3 separate regions of the Rattus norvegicus genome follow, and regions 1 and 3 are each linked to region 2. Evidence: chromatin contacts called from public Hi-C data. All regions are on one chromosome and are shown on one strand. Each heading gives the region's core, a stretch centred on a gene start, on an enhancer-like site or on the middle of the called end of the contact. The rest is flanking DNA. Distances are from core to core; before and after follow the strand shown. Region 1 overlaps Vti1a (vesicle transport through interaction with t-SNAREs 1A). Region 2 has its middle 63 kb from the start of Trnav-aac8. Region 3 holds the start of Tcf7l2 (transcription factor 7 like 2).

What was found. Hi-C and Micro-C count contacts between places; a contact is called where the count stands out from the background.
Region 1: a Hi-C map of liver shows a contact between it and region 2, with 2.1 times the contacts expected there. The contact joins two enhancer-like sites. A contact is called at or near these places in 3 of 12 Hi-C or Micro-C datasets (hepatocytes, kidney and liver).
Region 3: a contact with region 2 is called in a Hi-C map of liver, with 2.6 times the contacts expected there. The contact joins the promoter of Tcf7l2 here to the enhancer-like site in region 2. A contact is called at or near these places in 2 of 12 Hi-C or Micro-C datasets (hepatocytes and liver).

The regions. Positions count from the first base shown.
Region 1 is chr1:264,595,846-264,600,111 of GRCr8, forward strand. The region is part of intron 7 of Vti1a (vesicle transport through interaction with t-SNAREs 1A); the gene reads left to right. Among named protein-coding and RNA genes, the nearest start is that of Trnav-aac8, 150 kb to the right of the region's middle. Within about 2 kb of position 2,881, at least 29 of the 93 cell types and tissues checked have an H3K27ac peak or open chromatin away from gene starts, as enhancers often do. A contact at or near this core is called in liver, where this site is marked.
Region 2 is chr1:264,679,697-264,684,351 of GRCr8, forward strand. No RefSeq gene overlaps it. Among named protein-coding and RNA genes, the nearest start is that of Trnav-aac8, 63 kb to the right of the region's middle. Within about 2 kb of position 2,910, at least 17 of the 93 cell types and tissues checked have an H3K27ac peak or open chromatin away from gene starts, as enhancers often do. A contact at or near this core is called in hepatocytes and liver, where this site is marked.
Region 3 is chr1:264,788,818-264,793,545 of GRCr8, forward strand. It overlaps Tcf7l2 (transcription factor 7 like 2), which reads left to right and starts at 2,518. Exons shown (of 15, transcript NM_001415805.1): 1 at 2,518-3,221; 2 at 3,463-3,529; 3 at 3,760-3,884. The coding sequence starts at 3,033. LOC120100061 (a long non-coding RNA gene) reads right to left here and starts at 3,764. Exons shown (of 2, transcript XR_005499758.1): 1 at 3,629-3,764; 2 at 2,984-3,346.

The DNA of each region.
Region 1 (4,266 bases), core at 1,631-4,130, 84 kb before region 2:
TTGCTGTGGGCCTTATCTGGGCCAAGTAATGTGCCCACCACTAATTGTCAAAAGGTCTCAAAAGACCAAAATATCCATCTGTCCCCATTTACCATTGAAAAATCTGAACCTATGAGGCTAGGAAGTTGCATCTCCATGGAAAAGCTGAGGAGGACTTTCACACCATGTAGGAGACCACTTTCAAAGTGTGCTGGAGAGTACTTGAGAAGCTGCCCACACCCTCACCTGACAGCAGCCTTCTGTGCTGTGGCCCTCTGCCATTGTCACATAGAGGGGTCAGGTCAGCAGGTCAGGGGAAAGGTCAAAGGAAAGATTGTGCTAAGTCTCACAGTCTGAGTTATATCCACAGGATGGAAAGAGAACCAACCTCTGACCCACACTTGTACATGTGTGTGAGAGTACACATGGGACCGCACACACACACACACACACACACACACACACACACACACACACACACAAATGAATGGCTACTTGTGTGTGCCTCTGATTCTGGAGAATTCATCCATCCTTCTTTGTGGTTAGAAGTCTCCATAGTCGCCCCCCCCCCCACCTCAGAGTCCTTAGGCCAAGGACTGAGCATCCAAACCTCAGATGTCTTCCTCTTGTGGGCAGCATCTCTGAAACCTTTGTAGCTGGGTCTGCAGCGGGCGTAATCCTCAGCAGGAAGGCAGGATGGCACCAAGCTCACTGAAAAATCACGGTGTGATCTGGGTGCTGTCAGAGGTAAAAAGGCTTCTCTGCATCCAGGAAGACTTTATCAGAACTTGACATTGCCATGTCTGCTGGTGACAGTTGTCTCCTGGGGGCCGCCCACATGTCCTTGCTTTACCCCTGCCTGTGCGTGAGCCCATCCGTCCATCCATCCATCCAGAAGAGGAGCTGTGTGTTACAGACACACCTCTCCTTCATATAGAATAGGGATGGTGAGGGGCCAGCATCCTGAGTGTAATGTTCTGCCAGTTCACCAACACATGGAGCCCCTCTGACAGGGAACCTGTGGACACTGCCAGTTTCTCTTATCCTCCCCACAGCTCAGAGTTCTGTCTTACTGCTCAGTACAACTTGTACCTCTAATGAATTTAGAGGTTGCTTTGTCAGATTTGTTTTTAATCCTTTTCCTTCTCTTGTCCTCTTCCACCACCCATTCTCTCTATTTTTCTCTTTCTTTCTCTTTGGGCCAGGTCTCATGTAGCCCAGGCTGATCTCAAACGTTTGTAGCGGAGGATTATTTTGAACTTCTCCTGTCTTCACCTCCTGAGAGCTAGGACTGCAGCTGCGCGCTACCATGCCTGATGTCTGTGGAGCCCAGTGATACTCGCCAAGCCCTCAGCCAGCCCAGCTCCTGTTCTTTCCTCTTCTGTTTCTCACTACTTTTACTTCCCCTCTTTTCTCTCTTTCCAGTCTTCACAGCATTTTACTTGACCACCTTATGTCAGTAAACACAATGAGAAAACCAGTTTCCCAGCATCCCCTCAGCCTGTAAAAACAAACCTAAAGTCACTAAAGACAAGGCAGGTTATTAGAGAAATGGGACTTTGCAGTGAGGTGTGTTTTACAATGAATTCTACTGTAAAGAAGAAGCTTTTAATATTTTTCCCTTGGGATAGACTGAATAATTTATGCCTAATGACAAGGAAGTACATGTAATTAGTCTGGGTAATATATGCTTTCTGTTCAGTGGTGTAGTTTAAAGTGATTAAGACACTTAAGCGTTTTCAGTGGTAAATATCTGCCTTCCTTGTTGCCCTTGGGGTCTCTGGAAGTTTGTTGTGACTGCCTGTGTTGAAGTCATGTGGGACTCACAGTACTGAGGAGAGTAACTGGTGTAGGTCTTCGGCCAAGAGTGATGGGCAGAGCCTCCTGCAGCTGGCCCTAAGAGTTGGGGTTGGAGGACTGAGGAGCTGTCTTGAAGCTCTGCGTGTCTTTTTGTTGGTGTTTGCATTTTTAACTGAGCCTCAGTATATGATCTAGCCTGGTCTAGAACCTGTTTTTGTTTTGTTTTGTTTTAGCATAGGTTAGCCTCAGACGTTGTGGTCCTTCTGCGTTGCCCTGCATGTTGCTGAGATTGCAGGTGTCCATCACCCCTGGCTGGGTGACAATGGGGGACACCATGTGGCTCAGCATAGAATAGAAACATGTAAGGGAAGGTATTCAGTTAACATGTTGATATCACCCATATCACATAGAATAAAATGGATTTCTGACATTGGTTTTTAATTAATAATTTCCACCCGCTTTTGGCCCAGGACTCCAATGTGTTTATTCCACTTGCCTTCTTCCCTCCCAATTAGAGGGTAGATTTCACCCTTTATCTTTGCAGGTAACGGATCCAAGACATTTTTATGTAAATGGACTAATTAATTGGTAGCCTTCATTTGAAGCTTAAAATAAAAGTAATCCTTTTTGAGAGGCATTAAACTACGTTTAAAGCCACAAACAATTCTTCCTGAAGTACCTTGTTGCACAATTAGAACTAAGTTGACAGCAGCAGACATAATGGAGGGCGTTACCCCTTACCTAAGAACCGTTTTTTTTCCCAGCGTGATTAAAGAAATCCCTTCACTGAGAAACTGTGCAGCAGCCTCCTCACTCACTTGTCTAAAAAAAAATATCACATTTCCAGAACGTAACAGTACATAATGTCAAAACTCCAGATGACTCGACATGGCATGTGAAGTCACTGAGAGCGGGCTGTAGCCACAGAGATGTGCGGACCTCATGGACGGGCTGCTGCAGCTGGGCTCCTCTGAGAGAGCACAAGCCTCTCTGCTCTCCAGCCCCATGATTTATGCAAATGAGAAAGCCTTGGCGGTCTCCACTTCCTGGCCAGGCCAGCATAATCCACTTCCTTCGGGTTCATGTGACCATGCAAATTTGAGCACTCTGAATAGTCCCACGGGGCCGCGCCTCTCATTATCCCTGCCCCATTCTCTGGGCAGTGCAAGCATTCGGAGTCTGAATGGACAAGGGCCTAATTACTCAGCACATCTGTCAGATCAGATGCAGCCTGAGAATGAAGAGGACCCCAGACGAGCCCAGCCCTTTCTGTGCTGTGTTCTTGGTGGCCGGGGTCGTCCAGCCCTGTCTTCTAGGCAATATTTCCACTGCGTGCTTCATGACCCTTCAGGAAAAGAGGGACTCCAGCTTTGGAGATCCATTACTGGGCCTTTCACATTGTGTGTGGCCTTTACACATGTTAATTAATCTTGCTGAGGACAAGGGAGCGTCAGGGAGCCCTTTATTCTCCCTGGGTGCTGATGACCAACACAAATGGCAGAAAGTTTTGCTTACTGTTTCCTGACCTTGCGCCCTCTCTGTGCATACCCCTGTGCTTCCCCCTCCCCCAATATGTCTCCGCACAACAGATGGACTGCTCACGTTACCGGGCCAGCCAGAGTTTGACATAGCAAAGGCAGAGTCAGTGAGTGGAGAGTGAACCTCAGGAAGCAAGGTTATGGCCAAGTTACCTGTGCCAGTGCTGTCTCCTAAGGAAAGCATGGGAGATGGGAGGAGAGAGTCATGCCCATGGGGACACACAGACAGGAAGCCCACTGAATGGGCACCAGCATTGGGCACTGGCTGCCCTCTTCTAAGTCTTGGTGTCGGTGTCTTTTGGGTTTAAGGGGGGTTTATGAGTCCACGGAACCCTGAACCACGAAGCCCTGCGGGTTATTATGGTGGGTTCTTTTTTTTTTTCTGTTTTTTTTTTTGTTTGTTTTGTTTTAATTTGATTTTGCCTTTCTCTCTCTCTCTCTCTCTCTCTCTCTCTCTCTCTCTCTCTCTCTCTCTCTCTTTTCTTTTTTCTGTTTTTCGGAGCTGGGGACCAAACCCAGGGCCTTGCACTTGCTGGGCAAGCTGTTCTACCACTGAGCTAAATCCCCAACCCCACCTTTCTCTTTTTTAATTTAAAATTCATAAATTAAAACTGCATATAATTAATCGTTTTATTTTTGTCATATGTTTACTTGTGGTTTTTGTTTGTTTATACCTTGCATTGTAGGTTTTTGGGGTTTTTTGGACTTTTTTCATTCTGAGAAGAAGAAACAGAATATGACACCACGTGATTAAGAAGGCCAGGAAGACCTGGGAGGAGTTGGGAGAGGGGAAAGGGTATGATCAAATTGTATTCAATGAAAATATATAAATCTAATTAACAACTTAAAAGTGAGCTGTTCAGGACACTTGCGGTGTTAGACAGCTATTACCTCTCTCTGGTTCCCTAGACCCACAAGTAGCCTCTCCATCCCACTGTCTCTGTGGATT
Region 2 (4,655 bases), core at 1,660-4,159:
AACCCAGCGCCATCTGCCCAGGGTGGCACCACTCACGGTGGTTTCGGGACAAAGAAACTGCCACCATGAACTTGCCTACAAGTCAGTCCGATGGAGTCGTCCTCAAGAGCTGTCCCCTCTCTTCCTAGCTTGTGTCAAGTTGACAAAACGAAAACGAAAACAAAAACAAAACAAAACAAAACAAAAAAAAAAACGACAACCTAATCTTCACACTGGACAACTGGTAGAGCTAGGAAAGAATGGGACTAGAATGGGACTAGGTGGCTGTTTCTAGACCTTAGGTGACGCTTCTCCTCCTTGCCTCTCCTCCCTTTCCTCTTCTGTAGGTGGAAATTCCTTTTGCAGTTATCCCAGTCTGAAACATTTAAAGTGCATGAGCCCTGGAGGAATCCTGCCCCGGGCTGCCCTGTAGGTCTTCTAGGGCAGAGGACTTAGCCCATGCCTGCGCCATGAGTAGTCTCCAGGGTGCCAATCTTCATCTCCCAAAGAAGCAGTAACCTTAGAAAAGGCAAGGGTTCCGAGTCAAGCGTTGTGACCAAGGGCAGAACCCAGGTTCCATCTTTTGAGAGGAGACTTTGATCCAGTTGACACCGCAGGACTGTGAGCCTCTCACAAGCGGCGTGGCCCAGCACTCAGGCCATACACTTAGCTGCTGGGGCCTCTGCAGGTGGCCCTCAGTCAACCTCAGCTCCTCAGCGCCCTTCCTAGAGTCACTCACACATGGATCGACGGCCGTCATCGATCTTGGGAGGACCGCTAACAGAACAAAGCCATGGGACACCTGGCCAGAACCTGGACAGCGGGGAATATTCCAGACATGGGAGCAGTTGGTTGAACAAGGGCGACGTGCCTGCCTGGCTCCAGTCACAGAGAAATTACCCATTTGTGCTTCGAGGACAAGAGTGCTTAACAGTAACTGAACATGGTCAGTGACGTCCAAAGCTGATGACAGTTGGGTGGTTGCTTCCTCACATGGGTTGAATGACACCACCCCCATCCCAACCAAGAAATTGTCCCCTTGGGACAAAGGCAGGGCTGGTGGAGTGATCCCTGCCCAACGAATGGTGCCATCTGCCTCTGGGGAAAACGGCAAACCTGGAGTAATAAGTGTAAGCTCTTGTTACTCTGCTACACCCTCATGTAGCCTCTGCCTCCCCCCGCCTCCCCCGCCGCTGACAACTGAGGTATGATTGGCTTCCAAATGGGGATTGGAAACCAGGGGCCCATGTCTCTTGCTTCAGGCTAGACAGTTGCTCCCTCACTCTGTGGAACAGGGCATTTAGTGAGTGCCAGGAGGCTGGCTCCCCAAATCAGAAGGGGTCTGCATTGCCAGACCGAAACAGCAAACAGATAATGTGAGTCTCTTCAGAGGCCCTCGGCTGACTGGCAGTCTCCAGTGGGAGCTTGACCCAGGCCAGCCCATGGGAGAGAATTAGAGTGGCCCTAGCTGCCGCTTGAGAGGGCCCTTCAGTGTACACGACTGCTCTGTCCCTGGATAGCGTAGGTCATCCAACCGTAAACAGGCTTCAGCCATACCCAGCAACCAAAGCAGTTGCTGCTCCATGTCCACTCAGACAAGCTGGTAGGCTCTAACTGCTCCTAAACTTGCCGGCTCTCGGGATAAGGAGAGACCTCCCAAACCCAGGATGACCATTGGCTGTTCTGTGTTCTCCCGTCGGTGAGTCCAGAAAGCACAGCTTCAGACCGTGGCTTCTCTTCCCGGGTGGCACCCAACTGATGGCTTGTCAGCCTCAAAAAAATGTTTTCATCTCTGGAAGAAACAACGCGTGAAAAAGCAGTTCTGAAAGCGGAATTAAGAGCTTGTTAGACACGGGCCTTGGGTCAGGGTAGGTGGCCTATCTGGGGGGCCTTTGAGGAGACATGCTGGGATTCTTTTTTTTTTTAACCCAGCCTTTCTCCCCCGCAGTTCCCGCTTAATGAAGCCGTTGTACAAGGTCCTTGGAGAGCCCACATGCTCCAAAGTAGTACCAAGTGTCCCATTACTGTAAACGGCCTTTTATTTTCAAGCTAATGCTATATTTGGAAAGCAGTAATCCCGAGGAAATGATACTGGGACTAATGGGGAACATATTACCTTTCATGTGTGGGTTTTTTTCCATGTTTAAGGTTTCTTTGTTATTATCTGAGTAGTGAGGCTCTGCTCACACTCTTGGGCAAAAAAAAAAAAATCAAAATAAGCCTTAAAGCAGTAATATTTTAATAAGCATCAAATGTCTTCGATGAGATAAAAGTATTATATAGTGTTTTGATATTGGGCTTTAGTTAAAGCCTCATTAAAAAACTTTTTTTTTTCCCTCAGATGTACTGGGGGTTAGTGGAGATGTATTTTTAAATTCAGGTGGAAGGGAAAGTTCTAGTTTGGGTCAATTATGCTAATTAAATGCCACAAATGACTGAAATTGCCAGCAAATGGACTTATTTGTTGTTTATAGTATTGCCATTGATCAAACCCAGCAGCTAATGACATGGGAGCTGGCAAGCTAGAGGCCTTGGTCTGAAGGAAGCGCAAACGCTCTACACCAATCAGGGCCTCCGCTACAGAAACTGGGGTTTCCCCAGCACTGTCCTTCTGTCAGAGTTTTGTGACAGCCAAGGCTGCCTGCCGCCTCTCTGAAACTCACCTTCATTTGTCAATGAATGTTGGTCTTGTTCCCAGCCCCAGCTGGGAAGCACTGAGGGGCCCAGGTTACGAAATGAAACCAAGACTCCTATTTCTTCACACACAGCCCGCACCCCAGCCAGAGCTCTGGGCTCTTTCGAACTGAAAGGGAAAGTCTTGAAGATTCTGCATTTGGTTGTAGAAAATGAGGAAACTGAGCATTAGATAGAGGAACTGATCTGCCCAAGGGCACACAGCAAGCTACATTGCAGAACCAAGAATAGAAAGGCTATCTCGGGAGCCTCAGTATCGGTCTCGTGCCTCTGCCCTTTCCTCCCTGCTGTGATACAGGGAACTTCTTCAGCAGCGCCTCCCCCCCCCCCCCCCCCCCCCCGTTCCCTGACCCTATACTCTCAGCTCCCTGCGGTGACAGTGAGTCCCATCTCAGTTGGTGACATAAGCACAAGCTTCAAGATTGGAATCAGGCCGTGGATAAGCATCTGTGTCCTCATCTCCTAATGGAGAGTGGGGGTCAGGTTTCTACTGCAAAACGGAACGCCAAGGTTGGGGATCCGGCTCCATCAGTAAAAAGCCTGCTCCAATCTCCAGAAGCCAAGTAAAGCAAAAGCAAAAAGCCATGTGGTGACATACAGTGAGCTCAGTGCTAGGGAGGCAGAGACATGTAGATCCCTGGGCTAGCTGGCATGTGCACCACACACACACGCGCACACACACACACACACACACACACACACACACACATGGAATACTGTTGACTCTGGAAAGATGGGACATCAAAGCTGGTAGGTAGGGGACCCATGACATCAGGCTGATGTGTGTGTGACACCAGCTCATGTAACTCCTTGCGTCCAGATGTTCTCAGGGTTGGTTCTCCAGATGAATAACACTTCAGAAAAGCTGTTACCCAGGGAAGTCATCAAGAATCTGGGAAGGAGGGAAGGTCCACAGACAAGGTGAAACCTTGTCTACTCCATTTTGTCGCACTCTCTCACTCAGGACCCTCCTGAGTGCTTCTCAGTAATCTGATTCCCAGGCAGGCCGAGTAGGCTCTTCCCACATAAACCAGAACCACAGCTAGGCTAACTGGAGGCACCTTTACCTCAGGAGTATGGGCTTCTGATCCTGATTTCAGTCACCTGACACCGAGCCCTTCAGTGACTTTTCTCTCCAAGCCTCAGTTTGCTGGTATGTAAAATGGGAGACCTTGTCTTGGAAAGCTACAGTTTGTGTGGCTCGCCAGGGGGCAGTTGCTGAGTATTGGGGACACAGGGCAACCAGGATTGTCTCAGCTTTTTCCGTGTAGATAATTCCCAGCCACAGGTAATGCTGAAGTAAAATAATTTAGGGAATTTCGAACTTTGCATCTATTTGCGTTTTGTATTTGTACGTGTGTGTGTGTGTGTGTGTGTGTGTGTTTGTGAATGTGTGTGTGTGAATGGTGTGAATGTGTGTGTATATGTGTGTGTGAATGTGTGTGTATATGTGTGTGAATGTGTGTATATATGTGTGTGTGAATGTGTGTGTGAATGTATGTGTGTGTGAATGTGTGTGTGAATGTATGTGTGTGTGAATGTGTGTGTGAATGTATGTGTGTGAATGTATGTGTGTGAATGTGTGTGTGTGAATGTGTGTGTGTGAATGTGTGTGTGACTGTGTGTGTGACTGTATGTGTGTGTGTGAATGTGTGTGTGAATGTATGTGTGTGTGAATGTGTGTGTGAATGTATGTGTGTGAATGTGTGTGTGTGAATGTGTGTGTGTGTGAATGTGTGTGTGACTGTGTGTGTGACTGTATGTGTGTGTGTGAATGTGTGTGTGAATGTATGTGTGTGTGAATGTGTGTGTGAATGTATGTGTGTGAATGTATGTGTGTGAATGTGTGTGAATGTGTGTGTGAATGTGTGTGTGTGAAAGTGTGTGAATGATGTGAATGTGTGTGAATGTGTGTGTGAATGTGTGTGTGTGAATGTATGTGTATGTGAATGTATGTGTGTGAATGTGTATGTATGTGTGTC
Region 3 (4,728 bases), core at 1,268-3,767, 110 kb after region 2:
TACAACAGGGACTAGAAGTCAGTGAGAACTTGCTGCTTTCTCTCCCTAGGCCTTTTAGTAGCACCAAACAATGAAATTAAAAAGTGGCACATGGGCCGTTCAAGGAATAACTTTTAATTGCTTAATTAAGTGGGAGATTTAAGGTAAGATTCAAGGTTCCCTTTGAGTGAGAAAAATAAGGCTAGATGATGGTGTTGGTCACTAAGGAAAGCCCTTAGCATCCTATTTACACATGATAGAATGCAGTATGTTAAAAAAACAACGATGCTCTAACCATTCTGATTTATACGTTCATAAGCTTTTATCGTACAAACCAGACCCATAAGGAACACAGAAGACCCCATTATTCAACTTAATTAAGATCAGGGTTAGAGAAAAATACAAACAGAATCGAACCCATCCCGTAGGACAAAGAGTTGGTTATAAAACAGAGTTGCTATAAAAAGTGTTCTCTTTTATGCCAACAAGCCCCGAAACAGACTTTGGCATAGTCTATACTGCACAGAGACCGACTTGGGCACAAGATGTATTCAGGTGGCAATTAGCAAGTGTGTAAAGCTGCCAGCTTGATTACTCATCCCAGGCAAACAGCTAGACATCTGGCCAGATGTGTAATGTAAAGGCATCCAGTGGAAAGGCCCAGGAAGGGGACTGCTCAGTCATCTGTGCACAGATTCAAGACTAGGCTGCACTTCAGACTCTGTGTTTTTACTTGGTGTCTTGAAACATTCCCCTTTCCGTCTCTACTCTCCCTCCTAGACACTGCGCTGTCTTATTTATTTATGAAGTCTGAAGGTTAGTCCTACCTGCTGAGACTAATTAGCCCTCCGCTTTGTGTCCCATGCAATCCGTCGGATGAAATGTACACATTTGTTTTGCGTTTTTTTTTTTTTCCCCAGTCTCTTTCTCCCTCCACTTCTGGTTTTCTGATGAATATGAAAGTTAGGAGGTGGGATGGTGATTCTCAGCCGTCTCCCCCACCCCATCCTTATTTTTGTCTGCATCTTCCGGCTTTAGTGTGCAAATGTGCTTGGGATTTTTTTCCCCCCCAGTGCAGGGGGATTCGTTGGCCTTGTCAATCTCAGTATCGTTGTTTTCTGTTGTCTTCTTTCTGAGGCCTTAGCCTGTAGAACAGTTTTGTTGAAACCCCAAATTCTCTAAATATTACACGGTAAATTGGCTACTTTTGGAAATCTACAATGGATTTGCTTATTAAAGGGGAGGGTGGGTTAATTTAATACGTTGTGGACCCCAGAACAACATCACACCTAATGGTAGTTGCCAGTTCTTATCGATTTATTATTTCCTTCCAAGATATATGTATATATATTTCCTCTTTCACATTGGATGTCCCAGTCCACTTGTCATTAGATATTTGCAAGGAAAAGCTCTTCTGAGTCTACCATGCCGCAACACGGTTTGGGGATCCCGCCTTTCTCCTTCGACATTTTCTTCACCATCTCATAGCAAATCAGTTTGCCCTCACTGGAACTTAAAAACCAACAAACATGGGTCTCAACTCCTAGGCTGCCCACCTCTTCCCCGAGGGCTTCCAGGCCAGCTTTGGTGACTGTCTTCTGCCAGGGCCCTCAACATCTACAGTCTCTGGACATCCTCTCAGACCCTCTTGGAGAAAAACTCCAGCCCCACTCCTCCCCAGGGCTTGGTGAAGTTTCACTTTTATTTTCCTATGAGCTGTTACCGCCCAAACATTTCACCTCCAAAGTCGAAAAGGACTTGAATCCTACATCACTTCCTACTTCCAACGTCAGTTAAAAAAAACAAAAAAACTTTACATTACCCTTAAGGATATTTTTAATACTCCAGACAAACCTATAGTATTTGTTTTCTTGGACAAAACGCCTTCTTGTCATATTTAACCTAGTGGGACTTTACATTCAATGACATGATTCACTGTCATTAAACAAAAAAGGGAGGGGAGCCCTGTGGGTCAGCCTCCCTGTGGATGGCCCAGCCTCTCCGCTTCCCCAGGTTCTCTTAGAGCAAGAGGGGTGAGCCTTCTTCTGGACCAGTCATGTCTCTTCCCGCCCCAGTGCGGCCAACTTCATCGGGGGCTTAATCACTGAACACCCTGTCCTTGTGTCCCATAGTCCTCCCCTCCTGGACCCCATCTTCAGGACTTCTGGCTAACACTTTTTCTGGGCCTCTCCCCATCCCCGCCCCCCAAGTGGGCTTTCCTTCCGCCTTCTCCGGCTCAGATTCCGGACTGGGTTGCCACCCCCTTCCCCTCCTCTCCCGGTCCGCATTGTCTTTCGGAACCCGCCCCCTCCAGGAGCGAGGCCCGCACCGTCCGGGCGCCCGGCTCGCACGCAGCGCACAGGCCGCACCCCGCGCGCCTCCCGCGGCCCCGGCCCGCCCCGCTCCCTCTCCCGGCGCCCAAAGGATCATTGTTGGCCGCCCCCGCCCCGCCCACCCCGGCTGTTTATTTATGCACACGTCACCCGCGAGGCCCCGCCCCCTGGCATCTCATTAAGGCGAGTGTGTTCCTCTCGCCCTGTCAATAATCTCCGCTCCCAGACTACTCCGTTCCTCCGGATTTCGATCCCCCTTTTTCTATCTGTCAATCAGCGCCGCCTTTGAACTGAAAAGCTCAGTCTAACTTCAACTCACTCAAATCCGAGCGGCACGAGCTCCTTCGGTGTCTTCGGCTTCCCCCCCCCTTTGCTCTTATATCTGACTTCTTCTTGTTGTTGTTTTTTTTTTTTACCCCCCCTTTTTTTATTTATTATTTTTTTGCACATTGATCGGATCCTTGGGAACGAGAGAAAAAAGAAACCCAAACTCACGCGTGCAGAAGATCTCCCCCTTCCCCTCCCCTCCTCCCTCTTTTCCCCTCCCCAGGAGAGAAAGACCCCAAAGCAGGAAAAAAAGTTAACCTTGGACTCGTCTTTTTCTTGCAGTATTTTTTTTGGGGGGGACTCGCAAAACTTTTTTCTTTTTTTTTCTTTTTTTTTCCTTTTCTTCCTCCTTCATTTTTCTTCCAAAATTGCTGCTGGTGGGTGAAAAAAAAAATGCCGCAGTTGAACGGCGGTGGAGGAGATGACCTAGGCGCTAACGACGAACTGATCTCCTTCAAAGACGAAGGCGAGCAGGAGGAGAAGAACTCGGAAAACTCCTCGGCGGAGAGGGATTTAGCCGATGTCAAGTCGTCGTTGGTCAATGAATCAGAGACGAATCAAAACAGCTCCTCCGATTCCGAGGTAGGAAGAGCCCCTCGGGCTGGCGGGTGGCTCCAGCCGGTTCCCCGGCCGGGAGAGCGGGGCTGGAAGGCGAGGCGAGGCGGGTCGGGCTTGCGGGCGGCGCGGACGGTGGCCCGGGCTGCTGGCTGCGAAAACTTGTAACCGTGTTTTTCTGCACCCCTTTCTCCGCCGACCCTCCCTCCCTGCACCCCCTCGGCGCGGCTCTCACCCCTCGCCCTCCCCACCTCGCCCCTCCGGGAAGGCGGAAAGACGGCCTCCGCCTCGCTCCGAAAGTTTCCGAGATAAATCCCGGGAAAGTTTGGAAGAAGGTGAGTGCGCCCCGCGCGCCCCCAAAACCGCGCGATCGCGTTCCCCCTCCCCGGGGTCGGCCTGGCGGGTGCCCTCGCCCCACTCCCTACCCACCCTACCCGAGTTCCCGCGCCGGCCGGGCCCTGGGGACGCGCGCGGGCCCTCGGGGGGACACTTGCTAAAAAGTTTCTCCCGCTCTCTCCCGCGCCGCGCGGCCGCCGCCGTCCCCTCCGCCGCCCCGCCATGTTAGCGGCCAAGAGGCAAGATGGAGGGCTCTTTAAGGGGCCACCGTATCCCGGCTACCCCTTCATCATGATCCCCGACCTGACGAGCCCCTACCTCCCCAACGGATCGCTCTCGCCCACCGCCCGAACCGTAAGTGCCACCGCGCTCCCCGCCCTGCCCGCCTGCCGGCCCCGCATGCCCTGCCCCTCCCCCGCCCCGCCCCTCCCCCCTCCCCTCCCCCCCTCTCGCGGCCCGAACTCTCCAAACTTTTTCTCTGCCTTTTGTGGACTGGGTTTGTTTGCGCTTCGCCATGTTCTGGCTTTTTCTTGTGCTTGCCTCGCGATTCGGGGAGCCTTTTATTTTTCCTCAGGCAGGGCTCTGTTGGGGTGCCAATCTGGACTTTTAATTTTTCTTTCTCTTTTCTTTTCTGATTTTTTCTTTTCCTTTTCTTTTTGAGCTCTGATTTCCCCCTCCCCCCTTGCTGGTGGTGTTTGTTTCTTGTCCCTGGGAAGAGGACTGTGTGGCTCTTTCTTCTCCCTCTCTTCCTTCCCTCTTCTGTGCGTCTTGGGCTTTCCCCAGGTTAACCCCTTGGCTGCTGGCTGGGAGGCCCAGCTGGGCCGCGCGGGTTCCCGGTGCCTTTGGCTCCAGGAGCCGCGGTGCTGAGCGCGCAGCCTCGGCCCTGCGGAAGCTCCAGGCTCTGGCCCTAGCCAGTCATTTTAGCTTTCTAGTGGCGATCGCAGGCTCCAGGGCCTCTTGGCTCCTTCTTCCACGGGAAGGTCACACTTGCCAGGCTTGGTCCCCTCGCAGGCCTGGGGGCCCTGGGCGTGCTTTTTCTCTGCAGACCGGGCAAAGCTGCCCCACGCTGCTAGCTGCGAGCCGTGCGTGGTTGGGAGGCCCGTGTGGCGGGGCTTCTGGATTTGTATGTAGTCAGGATGGCCTGTTGAGTGGACTTTTGTCAAGGGAAATTCGGTGCCTTCGGATGGGGTGTGGAGGC